Regions from separate parts of the Sus scrofa genome. Here region 2 is linked to region 1. Evidence: chromatin contacts called from public HiChIP or PLAC-seq data. All regions are on one chromosome and are shown on one strand. Each heading gives the region's core, a stretch centred on a gene start, on an enhancer-like site or on the middle of the called end of the contact. The rest is flanking DNA. Distances are from core to core; before and after follow the strand shown. Region 1 overlaps SEPT9 (septin-9). Region 2 has its middle 33 kb from the start of SEPT9.

The links. HiChIP or PLAC-seq counts read pairs in DNA pulled down with a chosen protein or histone mark.
Region 2: a contact with region 1 is called in an H3K27ac HiChIP or PLAC-seq map of skeletal muscle. The contact joins two enhancer-like sites. A contact is called at or near these places in 9 of 47 Hi-C or Micro-C datasets (alveolar macrophages, embryonic fibroblasts, fetal heart ventricle and 6 more) and 2 of 2 datasets of contacts at active chromatin or transcription factors (alveolar macrophages and skeletal muscle).

Annotation. Positions count from the first base shown.
Region 1 is chr12:4,290,890-4,294,774 of Sscrofa11.1, reverse strand. All of the region lies in intron 3 of SEPT9 (septin-9), which reads left to right. It overlaps LOC106504796 (basic proline-rich protein-like), which reads left to right. Exons shown (of 2, transcript XR_002336965.1): 2 at 1-715. LOC110255962 (a long non-coding RNA gene) reads right to left here. Exons shown (of 2, transcript XR_002336966.1): 2 at 3,403-3,885. Among named protein-coding and RNA genes, the nearest start is that of SEPT9, 55 kb to the left of the region's middle. Within about 2 kb of position 2,059, at least 30 of the 83 cell types and tissues checked have an H3K27ac peak or open chromatin away from gene starts, as enhancers often do. A contact at or near this core is called in alveolar macrophages, fetal liver, liver and 2 more, where this site is marked.
Region 2 is chr12:4,378,879-4,382,763 of Sscrofa11.1, reverse strand. No RefSeq gene overlaps it. Among named protein-coding and RNA genes, the nearest start is that of SEPT9, 33 kb to the right of the region's middle. Within about 2 kb of position 1,798, at least 38 of the 83 cell types and tissues checked have an H3K27ac peak or open chromatin away from gene starts, as enhancers often do. A contact at or near this core is called in alveolar macrophages, fetal liver, liver and 2 more, where this site is marked.

The sequences.
Region 1 (3,885 bases), core at 810-3,309:
CCCCCCACACTCCGAGTCAGAGCCTTAGTCCTCCCTCAGAGTACCAAAGCTTTTATTGTTTGACCCAAAATTTACCGTCTTAGCTGCTAAGCTTCTGTTTGGGGCATTATTTCAGCAAAGGATGAGGTCGGGAGCTTGGCACCTAATGCCGACCTGGAGCGCCCCCACCTGGCGGCCCTCGCGCCTGACACCCGGAGAGACCTCCCCTGGGCGACACTGCTCATGGGGCCAGACACACGTCAAGGGTCTGGTTGTGTTGTTGCTGGTGCTGAGGATTCTGGGAGGAGGATGGGGGTCAGTGGGCTTGGAAGCGTGCCCAGGGCTACCGCTCAGCTACATAGTGTCCCACGTGCAGAATAACACGAGTTGGCTGCAGATGAGTTAAGATGTCATCAAATACTTTCTGACACATTGTTGATTTAATGAGAGCTTCGCCAGAGGAAAAAGAAATGTGTATTGAAGGTGCCTGCAAGGGGAAGATGCCACCTGACAGTGGGGGCGGGGGGAGTTCTTCTTAGAAAGGAGGAAATGGGGCTTTCCTGCCACCGAGTCCCACAAATATTTATCAGGGCTGCTTCCTAGGCGACCGGGAGGGGGTGAGTAAGTCAGCCAGGCAAGTGCACCAGGTCAGGGTATGAGGCGGGAAGCACAAAATGGGGGTAGTGGTCACATCTGATGGAGGGACATCTGGAGGGCCTCCTGGAGGAAGTGACTTTTTTTTTTTTTTTTTTTTTTTTTTTGCTTTTTAGGGCCACACCTGCAGCATATGGACGTTCCTAGGCTAGGGGTTGAATCGAAGCTGTAACTGCCAGCCTATACCACAACCGCAGTGGCGCAGGATCTGAGCCGCGTCTGCGAGCAAGTTCAGGGATTGCACCTGCATCCATCCTCACGGATACTAGTTGGGTTCGCTACCGCTGAACCACGACGGGAACGCCGCGGCAGTGACTTTTTAACAGGGAGGTTTAGATGGGGTTTGGGAGACTGCGGGGCCTGGATGAAGACCTAGGGTCCTAAGAACACTGAACGCGGTAGAGATGTGCTGGCAGGGAGGCGGTCAGGACCAGAGGCGGCCCTGGGGTCACGGCTAAAGCTGGTTGCCGGGGTGAGGCCAGCCGCTCCATTCCCTGCAGAGACTGAGACGGGGCCTCCGTGTGCTCGGAACCCCTGCCCTGGGGGACGAGGAGACAGAGTGGCTGGGGACGTGCCCTCCTGGGAGGGGTGGTTAACGCAGGTCTCAGGCTGCCCCCGAGGTCACTCCGGCGGGGGGACTGGAGGTTGACCAGGAGAACCTTTCCAGGAGGTCGGTTTTAGCAGTGAAATGGTCCGAAGCCAGACGGCAAAGGTGAAGAAGTGAGTGGGTGCTGGGGAGAGAGAAGCCACAGTGTAGACCAACTGTGAGGAGGTCAGGTTGAATGTTCAGAGAGGAAGTGAGTCTGGGCCAGAGGAAGGGGAGGCAGCCTCGGTTTTGAGCTGAGGGCAGCCGACCGTTCTCTCTGGTTGAGTTGAAAAGAAACCGGAAGAAAGCAAGCTCTCAACCCAGTGTGACAGCAACGAGCACGGCTCTGCTGCTGCAGTCGCTGTGGGGGCAGGGCCCCTCTGTCCCCCTGCATGTTGGGTCTTCACGCGGGGCTTTGGGGGCCCCCCAGGGACAGTGGGGGCTTATGAGAGCGCCAGCACCTTTCTGAGGCCCGCCTGCCTCTCGCGCAGAGGCTCCCTGGGGGCGTGTGGCTGCCTGTGCTCCCTGCCCAGGTCAGCCCCCAGACCCACACTGCAGCGGCCTGGCCCTTCCCCCGGCCTCCTGTGCGGGAGCCCAGCGACCTGCCCACAGAGGAGAGGGAAGGACGTTTTTCTTGGCACTTGGCGAGGAACATCTGCTGCGTCCCGTGGGGCTTTGCTGGCGGGGTGGGTGGGAAGGGAGCTGGCAGGAGGGCTGAGCTTTGCGCTCACAACCAGGCTTGGCAGGAGAAACGTCCGGGACCTGTGACCTGGGGTGGGGGCAGTGCGTGTGCGTGTGCATGAGAGAGAGAGGGAGGCAGGATGCTATGTAGCCACTTCCTCTCTTCTGAGGATGCTGCTGATGCTAGCGCCACTGCCTCGGGCGTCACACATGGCCCTGCAGGACGGGGCTGGCCACTCCCTTGGAGGCTGCTGGGCTCTGCACCCAGTTAGTCCAGCTGGAGGAGGGAGCCCGATGCCCCTCTGTGCCTCCCGGAGTAGGATCTTGCTTCAGGACAGCTGACCAGGGCCGCTGCCCCCCCCCCCCCCAACACTGCGACCATTTCTGCTGGGGGCTCTTGAGGGAGGGGTGGGCTCCGCTCGGGCGCGGTTGGAAACGACTCCCAGCGCCCTTGTCAGGACACGATGGGACTCCCTCCTCTCCGCTGCATGTCAGCTGGTGCCCAGCCGGGGGGCTCCCTCTGCTTGCCAGGGTGAGTCTAGCCCCTCCCCAAATCTGACGTAGGCCCCTTCGGGTCTGGGAAGGATGCTGCTCACAGATGCACGGCCTGGAGCCAGTTCCCTTCCAGCCCTTCATCTGTGCAAGAAGCCCCCAAGTGGAGTTCCCATCGTGGCTCAGTGGTTAATGAGCCCGACTAGTATCCATGAGGATGCAGGTGCAAACCCTGGCCTCACTCAGCGGGCTAAGAATCCGGCATTGCCATGAGCTGTGGTTTAGGCAGCAGGCACGGTTCGGATCCTGTGTTGCTCTGACTGTGCCACAGACCGGCAGCTACAGCTCCGATTTGACCGCTAGCCTGGGAACCTCCATATGTCCCGAGTGTAGCCCTAAAAAGATGAAGGAAGGAAGGAAGGAAGGAAGGAAGGAAAGAAAAGCGAGCAAGCCCCGAACTTACACAGGTCACGTTCCAGACTGTGAGGCTGTGTGATTTTCCATGGCTGCTGTAGCAAATTAGCACACACTCAGTGGCTTAAAGCCACAGGGATGTATTCTCTGACAGTTCGGGGGTCAGCAGGCTGAAATCGGGGTCGCTGGGCTAGGTCAAGGTGTCGACAGGGCTGGCTCCGTCTAGAGGCTCCAGGGGGGGAAATCTGTCCTCGCTTCCTCCAGCCTCTGGTGGCTGCTGCTGTCCCTTGGCTTGTGGCCGCCTCACTCCACCACCCTGCCTCCGTCATCCTGCAGTCCCTCTCTCTGGGTTCTTCAAGCTTCCCTCTGCATCCCTCCCCCAAGGACCCTGTGGTTACATTTGGGGTCCCCCCAGATCACAGGGTGCCCTCTGCATCTCAGTCCTTCATCACCGCCCTGCCCTCAAGGTGCCACTCACAGGCTCCAGGAGGAGGGGGCGTGATCCCGTCTCCCACCCGGCTCGCTGTTTGTCCCGGGGCCCTTCTGGTTTTAAGGCGGACAACAGGAAAACAAATGGGCTCCAGGGAAAAAAGGGACCCGTTAAATTCTCTCTTCTTTAATCTACCGCAAACACATGCACATGGTTGCACAACCATCACCGCTGTGTTCACTTCCAGAACGTTTTCATCACATGGAAAGGAAACCCCACGTCCGTGAAGCAGTCGCGCGGCATCCCCCCGCCTTGGCAACCACCGCTTTCTGTCTCTATAGACTGTCTTTTAATCAGTGCCGTGTGGCTTTGAAGTCGATAAACAGAGGCGCGCGGGGCACGTGGCGGACGCCTAGGAGGCCCGCGCCTGGGTGCTCCGCTCAGGGGGCAGGAGTTGCAGTCGCCTGGGTGTCAGAAAGGGTTCCTGGCTCCGTGCTGCTGGGGAAGTTCCTGGAGCCACTGTCTTCGAGTCAAGGGTTCATCCTGGCCCTGAATACCTGAGCCCCAGAGAGAACCCCAGAAAGGGCTGGGTTGGCAGTCGCCGAACTGGCATCTTGGAACCATGTGACCAAAGCTCAGCACGCGTCTG
Region 2 (3,885 bases), core at 549-3,048, 88 kb before region 1:
GGGCTCCCCAAAGCTGGGGCCTGGGGGTTCCTGCCTCCCCCTCCCCCGCCACCGCCCCGCCGAAGGCAGGTGTTGGTTCAGTTTGGAAAGTGCCGGGTTAAAAAGCCAGCCCCTCCCTGGAACCACTCCCTGGAACCACTCTCTGGTTTTCTGTGCTACGTGCGAAGAGCTGGACAAAGTTTTACAAAACCGCAGAGCTCTGCTGGAGGGAGGAGCCACGTGGGGAGCCCCCTTTGGGGACTCAGGCCAGGATTCAGTTGCCCCCTGAGTGGCCGGTGCTGGGGACACGGCGTGGACTCAGTGAACACTGCGGGTCGGCTGCGCCCTTCTCTCACTCTCCGGCTCACCCCGCCTCTGCGTCCAGCCTCGGCTCAGCTCATGAACTAACACGGCCAATGGGGGCTGCCAGGTTTTTGGTTTCAAATGATCCCCCGCTTGCGCCAGCATGCTTGGAGTTTTAGGCATGGTTGGGAATGGACATTGAGCCAGACTGTGCCGGGCTGGGGTGGGGGAGGGAAAGCCCAGGGTCAAAGCTGTGCTCAGCAGCTGCACCAACCACAGCAAGAAAATCCAGCGCCTGTGCAGCAGCCAGCGCCCGCGGGAGGTAGTCGGGGTGGCAGGCTCCTCGGCCTGGCCCAGCCTGCTGTCCTCCTCCCCACGCCCCCCATGGCCTGGCCTGGGTCTGCCAGCTCCTGGGGCCTTCCTGGACCTGCTCCCTGCAGCGGGAATTGGTACTGGGGAGTCCCCTATGGCATTAGAGGGGTTTCTTCTTTATACGTGTTCTATAGTTGCTAAATTTAATACACTGCATATATACTACATTTATAATCAGATAAGACAATAGGATTTTATTTTTTCGAAATCAGAAAAGAGGTTAAATCAGTCAAAACCCTTTCATGATTCCCATTGTTCTAACTCAGCGCCTGTCGGGGGTTGGTGGAATGCGATGTTTTAGAATGAAGTGAAATCATACAGGGGGGTCTGTGGTGCCTCTTGGAGAGTCCTGTGGCGGCTGTGACAAATGACCGCCACCTTGGTGGCTTAAATCAACAGAAATCTGTCCTCTCACAGTTCTGGAGGCCGGAAGTCTGAAGTCCAGGTCGCAGCAGGGCCTGTTCCCCCCAGAGGCTCTGGGGGAGAAGCTGTTCCCTGCCTCTTCCAGTTTCTGGGGGCCGCCCGCCTTCTGGGCTTGTGGCTTGTCCCTCTAGTCTTCAAGGCCAGCATCTTCAGTCTCTCTGCTCTGTCTGTGCACCCCTCGTGTGTGTGTGTGTGGCAGGGGGATCTCCCTCTGCCCCCTCTTCGGAGATGGCGTTAAGGACCCAGGACAGTCTCATGATCCTTCATTTAATTCCACCTGCAACTGGACTCTTTCTCCACATAAGGTCGCGTTGACAGGTGCTGGGGTTAGGCGGTGAGAACTCTGGGGCCGTTATTCAGCCTCCCGCAGTGCCCCCAGAGCCCCTGGGTCCTCCTTGGCTGGATCTCTGTCCCCACCTTCCCTCGCAGCATAGGCAGCTGTCCTCCAGGCTCTGCTGGGGGTGGGGGTTGCTGTTTGGTGTCTCCCGGAAGATGTCACCCCCACCTCCTCGCAGCTGCCCCGTACACACTCACAAGAAGATGCCATGCTACCTAGGAGATTGCTTTGGGGACTGAGCCTGGTCAAGAGGGGACAAGGACTTTGTGCCATCCAACAGAGAACTGTGCATGGGCCTCTTGTGACACAGCCCATGTGACTGTGGGGCGGGAGGGACTGCAAACTCAGAGGCCACCTGGGGGAGGGGCCGGCAAATAATGAAAATGAGTCAAGGGACTGTGGGAACCACAGCAAACCAGAAAACGTGGCTTCATCTAAAGGGGTAGCACCCTTCCAACCAGCCCGGTAGGCTCGTCCGGGCAGGAAGCTCCGTCCACGTGGCCGTATGCCCTCCCTTTCCCGAGAGAAGCGGAAAACCTGGAGCCCTCGGTGAAATTGCCCACGCGCCCGACTTTGGCACGAATGCGCGTTTTCTTTGAACAGGGTCAGGCGAAGAAAACCCGTTTCTGTGTCTCAGGCAGAGGGCTGCCAGTTTGAACCCTCGCGGTGAAGGAAGCTTAAAGACAGAGGGGATCCCCCCAACCCGCCCCCCCAGCCCAGCCCCCAGCCCAGCCCCCAGTCCTCACTCTGACCACGTGCTGGCCCCTCATGTCGCCAGGTGAACCACGGGGAGCAGCACTGAGCCCCCAGCCTGGCCTGGCCCCGTGTCCCCGCCCAGAGAGGCGCTGAGTCTGGGGAAGTCGGTGGCAAAGGAGCTGCGCTCGCTCCCCGGGACAGCTGGAGACTCACTGACTCATGAGCGTGTGGTAGGAATCTTCCAGGAAGTCTCCATCCCTCGCTCCCTCCACTTGGGCGGGACGGCCAGCTGCCTCTGTCACCGCGGCTGAAGGGACACCCGGGTGTCTGCAGGGGTGACTTCTCCGGGCTCATCCCCCTCAGGTGTCCTCCTGGCCGGTCCCCCGGCCGCCGGCCTGGGGTGCGGCTGCCCCTCCTTCCAGCTGGGTCGGAGTTGGGGTGACTGGCCGAGGTCGGGGGCGGGCAGGCAGCAACCAGGCTTTTTAAACCAAAGGAAATCGCGGCATCGCGGGGCGAGGGGGCGGGAGTGAAAGACTTCGCAAGTCGCCAGGAATTTGACTCTCTGAGCTGGTTTCCAAGAGGCTTAAGTGAAGCTTCTCCAAGTGGATATTAAAAAGGAGCAGCGAGAGGAGAGGAGCGCGGGGCGGAGGGGCTGGAGGGGGTGGAGAGAAGGCCGGAAGCCGCGCCGCACCTCTGGAGCCACCGCGCACAAAGCCCCGCCAGCCGGCGGTCCTCGCCCGCCCGGAGGACCCTGGAGCCCCCGGCGAGCTTTTCAAGGCCCACGTCCCGCCCGCGCTCCCGCCTCTCCTTCTCCTTCTTCTTCTTCCTTTTTTTTTTTTTTTTTAAATTTTCTCTCCTTCGCTCCCTTTCCTCTCGATTCAAAGAGACAATGCTACTTCAGTTTGGAGCACAGACATATGATCAGCACATGGAAATGTGGTAATTTGGATGCATTCGTGATTGCAACAGATTGAAGAAATTAGACCAGACAAAGAGTTTTGGAGGAGGAGGCGGCAGAAGAGGGAGGGCGCCGGGGTGAGAAAGGGGAGGACGCCTCTGGAAGAGGGGACGCCGGGACTCCCGCCTGCTGCTAAATATACCCGGAGTGATGGAGAGAGACCGGATCACAGGTAGGCAAGCGGCCCTGCCCCTCCGCCAGCCCTTCCCCCAACTCACAGCTCTCTTTGCCCTTCGGGACTTCGGCACTCAGGGGTCTCTGACTCACTTTTGTGGGTATCTTTCTCTTTCTCTGACTCTCCGAGGTCCTGGGACCTAATGCCCGGAAGAGGATGCTTTGCTGAGTCTGGCTTTTATTTGAGTTCGCTCTCCCTCCCTCCCTCTTTCTCTTTCATTTCCCACTGTGCCACTTTGGCATCTTACGATGCCGTGGGCGCCGAGACTGTGGGCACTGAAGTCTGGGAAAGGGTGGGGGGACCTGCTTCTGGCACTGGGGGTCTGGGGCGGCGGCACGGGGAGACCGGCGGTGGTTTGTTTGTCCACCGTGTGGTTTGCGTGTTCACTGCCAGCCAAAGTCCGGCTTCAAGGCCGTCTTGGTCTCCTTCCTGAAATAGCATTTGGTGCCTTCCCGGGAGTTGATTACAGGGCTGGGAGCTCCTGGTGCCCAGAGGAGACGTGCAGATGCCTCTGTGTGTGTGCGTGTGTGCGCGCGCGTGTTCGTGCGCACGCATGCATGCCCACGCGTGTGTGCGCACGCATCGCATGGCAGAGAGACCTGGTCCTGTACTGCAGGAAGCTTGGGGGGGTTAACCGGGGTG